Regions from separate parts of the Danio rerio genome. Here region 1 is linked to region 2. Evidence: chromatin contacts called from public Micro-C data. All regions are on one chromosome and are shown on one strand. Each heading gives the region's core, a stretch centred on a gene start, on an enhancer-like site or on the middle of the called end of the contact. The rest is flanking DNA. Distances are from core to core; before and after follow the strand shown.

The links. Hi-C and Micro-C count contacts between places; a contact is called where the count stands out from the background.
Region 1: a Micro-C map of caudal fin shows a contact between it and region 2, with 7 times the contacts expected there. The contact joins the promoter of sox2 here to the promoter of atp11b in region 2. A contact is called at or near these places in 4 of 18 Hi-C or Micro-C datasets (caudal fin, embryo and an unstated tissue) and 1 of 4 datasets of contacts at active chromatin or transcription factors (embryo).

Annotation. Positions count from the first base shown.
Region 1 is chr22:39,474,928-39,479,588 of GRCz12tu, reverse strand. sox2 (SRY-box transcription factor 2) reads left to right here and starts at 2,283. Exons shown (of 1, transcript NM_213118.1): 1 at 2,283-4,368. The coding sequence starts at 2,506. The coding sequence ends at 3,453. All of the region lies in intron 4 of sox2ot (SOX2 overlapping transcript), which reads left to right.
Region 2 is chr22:39,168,276-39,173,265 of GRCz12tu, reverse strand. atp11b (ATPase phospholipid transporting 11B) reads left to right here and starts at 1,771. Exons shown (of 33, transcript XM_073937652.1): 1 at 1,771-1,839; 2 at 4,546-4,584.

The sequences.
Region 1 (4,661 bases), core at 1,034-3,533, 310 kb before region 2:
TGTTTTAAATTATGTCTAACTTTTTATATAATTGCTAAATTCGCTATTTTGTTTTAATGATAAAAAATGCTAATCCAGTCTTCGCTATTTTTATATATTACTGTTAAAAACATCTAAATAAAGTGGAAACCGTTATCATTTTTCAGAAGCAGCCTGTATGAAATGGGTTATGAGTCAAATTTTGATCTGCAGTCAGTGCGGCCCCTAGTGGACACATCTCCATGTCTTTCCCCTTTATCCCCCGTCTCACTCTTAATATGTAGTAATTTGTATCTCCCAATTTTAGGATTAAATGCTTGAATAATTATAAAGAAGGTTTTGTGTAATTCTCGAGCTAATTTATAAATGCATATATAGGTAAAGATGCGCCGCTGAATTTGCGTTTAATTATTGAGCGCAAACATGAGGGCACGGGTGAATGACACATTTCTTTTTTGTTGTAGGCTAGTTATTTTAATTTATTCGTTTATTATATCGCTTTAGTTTAAAAAATGTGTTGATAAAAAAATATATATATAAATGACATATATTATAAAATACGAATAATTTTTCTTACATGCCAAATCTTTGTTTGTTACATTTGTTTTATCGTGCCTGTTAATTTATGTTTGTTAAAAACATTTTTTTTTTGCATATATAAAATTAGTTGTTACATATATATATTTTAGTTTAATATTAAGAATCTTTTCAGGAGCTGATACACCTATTGTGAAGAACTGTGACAATTAACAATTTAGCCAAAGCAGGAGCCACTCTGGGATGTTAGAGATTCCCCGCTGTTCTACACATTTCCATAAGCAGATTAAGGCACTCAAATGCAGATCGAGAGCGCGCAGTTTAGACTTGCATTATAAAGGCGCATGCTGCATTGCCGTCGTGTTGAAATTCTCACGTTGTTAGTCGATTTACAAGTTTAAAACGACGCTGAGAGAGTGTTTATTTATTCATGCATGCAACCCTAAAAAAATAAGTATTATTGTTGGAATTTATGTTGTTTGTTTTGTGTAATTATTATTTTTTATCTCCCGCTAATTATATAAAAAGTACAGCGACTAAAACTTATTTATAAAGCAATCCAAAATAACTGCGTGCATGTGGAAAATGTTGAGGGAGCACGAGTTTGTATCAGTGTGACCGCAAGAGGACGCTGTTGAAACATAAAACATGCTTTCGTGGAAAAGAAAAATATAAAATAGGCATTTTTTCCTCCTGACATTAAGCCTGTTTGTATATTAGTTCCACTCTTGTCGAGTAAAGTCAACTTCTGCAGGAAGAATGATCAGCTTTTAATCGTAATTCTCGGAGAATAGATGTGTTGGGCAAAAAATAGCTCCTTGTGTTTTTAGTTATTATACAAATAATTGGATTTAATCAAAGCGCCCGTGCTCTTGTTATTTTGAAGGAGGCTGTGCTGAATAAACCCTCTCCCCCTGTCACTCTTCATGGAGTGAATCCTAATAACACAAATCCTTACAACTCAGATGGTCAGTGTAGTCGGCTTTTGTCGTGCTTTTGTTCAGAGTGATGTAATGACAACAGCCGAAACAAAACTACCTATTTGTGATGATTGACGGGCCTCCATTTTCTAATTCACATTCAGCTTGAGCCGGTTGAAGTGTAGTGGCATAAATACAGGCATGTTAGTTGGGATAATGTCTCAAGAACGAGTGTTTTTAAAATGACACCTTTTAAATTCGTGCGCCTGCGTTTACTTTATTGTATTCGTTAATAAAACAAGCCGCTGCTCATTTTTAAATGCGAACTAAATAATAAATAGCTATATTTTATTCGGCTTATTCACGCATTATTTTGGAAGTTTTTAATATTATGAGCTTGCCGTTTTAACTTAAAAAAATCTTTATTTTATTTTCAGTGCTTTAAGAGTTTAACTGATGTGTTGAATACGCAAACTTACACTAAAAACAAAGCGATAAATAATAATAGTAATAATAATAATAATAATAATAATAATAATAATAATAATACTAATAATAAAACTTTAAATGTTTATTTAGAATCTTAAGATCATACAGAGTTTGATTGGAAAATGGTTTGTGTGAAATATTCTCACTTTAGCTCTCTCATAAACACACACACACACACACACACTCACAGCCACTGCCTGTGGCTCTGCGCTGCACTGCTGACCGTCCGTAACCCCGCCCCTTTATGCAAACCGAGGGAGCAGACGCGCTCTGATTGGTCAGCGACAAACCCATTTATATTCGCTGACAGTCGCTCTATGAATGGTTGTCTATTAACTTGTTCAAAAAGTATCAGGAGTTGACAAGGGCTCTGGCGAGGAGGGAAACCGAGTTTGTGTTGATTCTTCAAGACTAAGAAAAGAAGTTTGTGGGCACAACAGGACCTAAGAGCGCTTCTTTTCCCAGCAAAGTTACCTCCAACTGCTAAGGTAACTTCAGCAGCCTCTCCACACACTTTTTGGACTTCTTTATTTTTTATTTTTACGGCTGGTGGGGTAGACTTTCGAGAAAATCGGTTTAAATGTATAACATGATGGAAACCGAGCTGAAGCCCCCGGCGCCCCAGCCCAACACCGGGGGCACGGGGAACACCAACTCCTCGGGAAACAACCAGAAAAACAGCCCGGACCGCATCAAGAGACCCATGAACGCCTTCATGGTGTGGTCGAGGGGACAGCGGCGGAAAATGGCACAGGAGAACCCCAAAATGCACAATTCGGAAATAAGTAAGCGACTCGGGGCCGAGTGGAAACTTCTGTCCGAGAGCGAGAAGCGACCATTCATCGACGAAGCCAAACGCCTTCGGGCTCTGCACATGAAGGAACACCCGGATTACAAATACAGACCCCGGAGGAAAACCAAGACCCTGATGAAGAAGGACAAGTACACCCTGCCGGGCGGGCTCCTGGCGCCGGGCGGCAACGGCATGGGCGCCGGCGTGGGTGTAGGGGCCGGTTTGGGCGCCGGGGTCAACCAGAGGATGGACAGCTACGCGCATATGAACGGCTGGACCAACGGAGGCTACGGCATGATGCAGGAGCAGCTGGGTTACCCGCAGCACCCGAGTTTGAACGCGCACAACACGGCGCAGATGCAGCCCATGCACCGCTACGACATGAGCGCGCTCCAGTACAACTCCATGACCAACTCGCAGACCTACATGAACGGCTCGCCCACCTACAGCATGTCCTATTCGCAGCAAAGCACGCCGGGAATGACGCTGGGCTCCATGGGCTCGGTGGTCAAGTCCGAGTCTAGTTCGAGTCCGCCGGTGGTCACGTCGTCGTCTCATTCCCGGGCCGGACAGTGCCAAACGGGGGACCTGCGGGACATGATCAGTATGTACCTGCCCGGGGCGGAGGTGCAGGACCAGAGCGCTCAGAGCAGACTGCACATGTCCCAACATTACCAGAGCGCACCTGTGCCCGGTACGACGATTAACGGCACGATTCCCTTATCGCATATGTAAAATGAACTCTTTTTACTACACTGCTGGACTATTTTTGTACAGAACACTTCTTTTGGGGAGGGAAAAAGTTGTATAGAGCTCAAGGAAAGAACACAAAACTTTTGCTTTCTATTTAAAAAACAAACAAACAAACAAACAAACAAACTAAAAAAAAGAGGAACGGTAGGAACTCCACACAGTTTTTGTTTTGTTCTCTTCTGATTTATTTTATTATTTTTTTAATTTAGATTTTTCAGTTCTGTTTTGTTTCCAAAAGGTGTATGAGATTTGGACATGGTTGACAAGCGGGGGGAGAATGAATCAAATGTTTTATTATTGCAATCGACTTTTTGTACAGTATTTATCTAAAAAAAGAAGCGTAATAACAACAACGAGATGTAATGTTTGTAAACAGCAGAAAGTTTTAAAAAAATTATAAAAAATTGTGCAAGAAATTGATGCACAACTGATGTTTACGTCAAAGTTTTGCAAAGGCTGACATGAAAACTGGATTTAAAGAGTTTCTCACTGAAGGTACATAGTAATAAATCATTATTATTATTATTATTATTATTATTATTATTATTATTATTATTATTATTAAGTTCTAAATGAGAGAACGAACAGAGGCACTCTCCAGCTTTTTTTAATTTCCACTTGATTATTTTCGGTCTCCCACTCTTCATCTGTTAGATATATGAAGTTTGTGTTCTTTATTTTCTCATGGTTTGTAAATTTTCTGTACATTTTCTGTGATATTTTAAGTTTTTATTTTAAAACTTTCATTTTTCGTAGTTGTAAAATGTGGCCTGTACGCAGTTGCCAACGCTCCATGTATATATTTTAACTAATAACATCATTATAACAGTTACAAGATGAGTTTTTTTTCCAATGCAGTTTGAAATGAATAAATTTTTGAAATTTGGATATTTGAAATTGCTTCTGGTTTTGATTTTGTTTACCATTTGGGTTGCAATTCTAATATGATATTTGTTGTTTGATTTACTCAAACAAAACAAACGAAAATGTCACTTATACGGTTTAATAATGTGCATTCACTAACTCTAGCTCAAACAAATGATTAACCACAAGTTTATGCATTATTTGCATTAATTTGTCTTTATAAGATGGCACACTGACACACGAGTGCAGCTTTTTGAAAGTAAGTATTCCATTGAAATTGCATGCACACGGTTAAAACTGTCTGGCTTTGTTGTTTCAGTCAAACA
Region 2 (4,990 bases), core at 522-3,021:
ATTTAGCTGAACAAACAATCTTTCATGTAATGATGGCTACTTATCCATTTATGTCATGTCTGCCTGTCGGCCTGATCTGAGGGAAAGATTGAGCTTTTTTTTGCCCATTATTTGTGGTAAATTCTGAAGACAGAGAGAAAAAAAGCTGTACAGGCATCAAACAACTCTATGAAGCATGAGGAAAGGGAGATTTTTATTATTCATATTGTTTTAAGTAAAATTTGATCTTTGAAACACAAACTTATCCGTTTTGGGATTACAGGAAATAAAATCAGATCACTTATCCTTGAGCACAACACTAAATTAGACAAAAATACATTTTATGATTCAAAATGATTGGTTTTCTTTTCTTTCATGCTAAAAATCATTAGATTATTAAGATCATGTTCCTTAAAAATATTTTGTACATTTTCTGTAAATATATTAAAATAAAACAAAAATTGTTAGTAATAAGCATTGCTAATAACTTTGTTTGCTTTTAAAGGTAACTTTAAATGTAATTTTATTAATATTTTAATATTATAATTTTATTATTATGTTTAAAAAAAAAAAAAATATATATATATATATATATATATATATATATATATATATATATATATATATATAATCAAAATATTGATAGTTATTTAATAATGCAAATAATAATATATTAATAATTAATAATAAAATATAATAATATAATAATAATTATTTATATTATTATTTGTATTATTAAAATATTATCAATATTATTCATACGAATATTTAGTTTTCAATTTGTTTTATCTCAGCTTAATATTTTTCTACAACTTTTTTATTCAGTTTTTAATTTCCAAAAAAAAAATTACGCTTATTAACAGGGTCACATTTATGATTAATGTGTTATGATATAATATGCTTATACCCCTTTGACATATAGATGACTTTATGAAAAACAACATACAGTAAAAGGAAATATTGAATGTACACTGTTATTTTTTTTTATATAAAAGCAGCTTTGAAGCCTGTAAATTAAATAAATATAATAAAATATATCATAGAAATATATCTTAAGACTAAAAAATATAATAAATATAAATACACAGAAAATTAATAAATTGAAATAAATATTTTTCAAATGTATTTATTTGTGTATTTAATGTATGAATATTCATTGATTACCGAATTATAGCAGTTAGTAGTGCTGACAGTGAATTATAAATAAGCAAAACTAGGATTATTATAAAAAAATAATAATCATGCTTTATTTTATTGAACAATTATTAACACTATTAACCATTAACTAAGACTTTAGCTCAATAGATATTAATTATTATTAGTTATTAAGGTAGTAGTTAGGTTTAGGTATTAGATCAAAATTAGATACTAAGTGCTAATAAACAGTTAATATCTTGGTAATAAGTGAGTAATTAATAATCGATACATATAATCGATACATATAATAATCGATACATATAATAATCGATATATATACTAAAGTGTTACCAAAATAACATTTATTTATATTAAACACACTCTCAATTCTCTAATAAAGTAAACACTTCACAGTATTTAAACAAATTACATAGTTAAAGATTTACCGAGGTGGGGGTGCTTGAACCCCCCAAATAAATGCTAAACAAATAATCCGTCAAAACAAGATGTATGGGGAGATTACAGCACTTTAATAGTGACAAATACTTTACTCTGACATGTATCTGATATAATAGTATTAATTGTTAAAACAATAGATAATATAAATATATGTTTGGCCACCCCTATAAGGGTTCATACCATGAATTCATAATCGCGCCAAATTGTCTGTGAGGAATAAACAAAATGTAACAGTCTGAAGAAACCGGCAGATCTGCACCGACAGTAAGTGTTCACAAGACACTTTTCTAGTAAAATTCGTGTTTGTATCTATATATAAATTAAAAGTAAAGTCAAATTAGACACATAGTTTGTAGAGTTTGACCTACAGAAACGTCTGAAATGACTAAAGAGAGTTATTTCAAATCTCAAAACACTGAAAACGTAGATACGTTTTTATTAATAATTTAGATGTAATTTTAATCAATATATCAATTTGATTCACTGAAGCATTACACAAACTAGCATTAGCCTACCGAAAAAAAGTTTACCCTCCCGGTCGTCAGTGGGCTACCATAGTTTAAAACTTCGCGCCATTTTGTTTTGCTCTCAGGCCAGATGAGCTTAACCTCATTTGTACGAGTGTTTTATGTTTAGTTTTTTTCTGGATGTGTAAATGATATTGCACTTGTTTACTGGTGTCTACCTCCGGCTGTATTGAGTGACTGTGGAGACTCTGATGGAGACACAGTGCCCTCATCTGGAGGAACTCTGGCATGATCGTCTCAAAAATATCAGCTCTTCAGAAACTGGGTTATTTCAGCATTTAGAACATTGTAGGCTATAATAATCGTTAAAATGGGCTTTTATGTAAATATATTAGTAGTAATAGTTTGATAGATACGTTTGATTAGATACTAGTTCTAAAGTTCTAAGTTTTAATTTAAAATTAAGACATCCTGGTTGTTGTAAACCAATTGGGTCAAATATGGAAAAATCAAATGGGTTAATTTCTTTGATTATTTTTTTGTATTCAACTCTTGGGTTTGTGCACATTTGACCCAACAACCCAGCATTTTTTTTAAATACTTAAAAGTCATATGTTTATTTGATTTAGTTATGAATCAGTTGAATTCATTAATTGATTTCCTTTTCGGCTTAGTTCCTTTGTTAATCTGGGGTCGCCACAGAGGACTGAACCCCGCCAACTTATCCAGCATATGTTTTACACAGCGGATGCCCTTCCTGCTGCAACCCATCACTGGGAAATATCCATACACACTCATTCACACACAACAGACAACTTAGCTTACCTAATTCACCTGTACCACATGTTTGGACTGTGGGGAAACCCACACCAACACAGGGAGAACATGCAAACTCCACACAGACATGCCAACTGATCCTGTCGGGGCTCAAACCAGTGACCTTCTTGCTGTGAGGCGATCGTGCCCACTGCGCCACCGTGCTGGTGTCTTCAGGGAATTTACGTAAATATTTCATTTTGGAATTCGATTTTAGTTTTTTGCATTTATTACTGCATATATTTTTGCAGTTATACGTTGAGTTTAGTTCGTTTTTAAATACTCTTTAAAAAAATTTATTGTGTGTCTTGTGAGTATAGTATGTTTTAGTTAAAATGAAGAAGGTATAGTTTTAGCTAACTTGAATTACCATGGAGGAAAAAAAAAAAATATATATATATATTTATATATATATATATATATATATATATATATATATATATATATATATATATATATATATATATATATATATATATATATTATAACTACTTTAGTCTTTTTTTGTTGCAAAAATAATGTAAAAAAAAAATTTAATTATAAGAAATTGTTTCTTTCTCGAGGCTCAGGTTATTATTTACATATACTTCAAACTTCAATGTGTTCAAATAAAAGTCATATATATAAATCTATTTAACAATGCTATATAGAGGAGATCTTGTGAACATGGACAGACAGATAGACAAGTAACTTCTGTCCTCCTGAATGTAGTCTGAGAATGTTACTGTACAGTTTATTAGAGAACATGGTCAAAGACTACAGTGAATGTTGATTGAGGAAAACACTCTTTTTCACATCTTCAACTTTTAGAGCATTAACAAGCCTGTGAATGAGTGTCAAGGCAAATATACAACTGTAAAATGCCTAAACAACACTGTGGACATGTACAAAGTGTTTATGTGGATTTTAATAGAAGTAATCATGTCTAATTAAATGGTTAAAGCTGCTAAGTGTGCTTGCAAACATTTATGAAAACATGAAATAGACTTTAATATTATTTATACAATTGAAGTCAGAATTATTAGTCCCCCTTTAAATTTTTTTTTCTTTTTTTAAATTTTTCCCAAATGATGTTTAACAGAGCAAGGACATTTTCACAGTATGTCTGATAATATTTTTTCTTCTGCAGAAAGTCTTATTTGTTTTATTTCGGCTAGAAAAAAAGCAGTTTTTAATTTTTGAAAAAACATTTTAGAGACAATATTATTAGCCCCTTTAAGCTAACTTTTTTTGATACTCTGTAGAGCAAACCATCTTTATACAATAACTTGACTAATTACCTTAACCTGCCTAGTTAACCTAATTAACCAAGTTAAATGTCACTTAAAGCTGTATAGAAGTGTCTTGAAGAATATCGAGTCTAATATTATTTACTGTCATCATGACAGAGATAAAATAAATCAGTTATTAGAGATGAGTTATTAAAACTATTATGATTAGAAATGTGTTGAAGAAATCTGCTCTCCATTAAACAGAAATTGAGGAAAAAAATAAACAGGAGGTCTAATAATTCTGACTTCAATAGTATATATATATATATATATATATATATATATATATATATATATATATATATATATATATATATATATATATATATATATATAAATAAAACCCTCTATACACAAATGTATTGTAATCTTTTAATCAATGGACCAGATGCTCACAAGTCTAAATTCCTCCAAAGAGAGATGATACGACAACAGTGAAGGACTCAGACACAGAGGTAAGGTAAGAATAATAAAAGATTGTATTGTAAACATTCCATAGAAATATTATATAAAATAAAATAAATGAAAATAAAACTAGTCTTTTTTTTCACACTTATCTAATGACCTCAATCTTATTTACACTTTCTAATAACACTTCTTCTTCACAGGGTTTTATGTCTGTATATCACTAATAAGGTAAGTTAATATCATGTTATTTTCTTCTTTTTTTATTTAATGTTAAGAGCTAATATTATATTTTGGTTACTATTATAAACAATACTATAATACTAATATACTAATAACAATACTATATTAAAGATTTGTGAGTGTTAGTTAACAGTATAATATTACTATTATTATTTTATCATTCAACATATAATCAAAATTTCGCTTCTTAAACCAATTAACTTCTTTCAATAA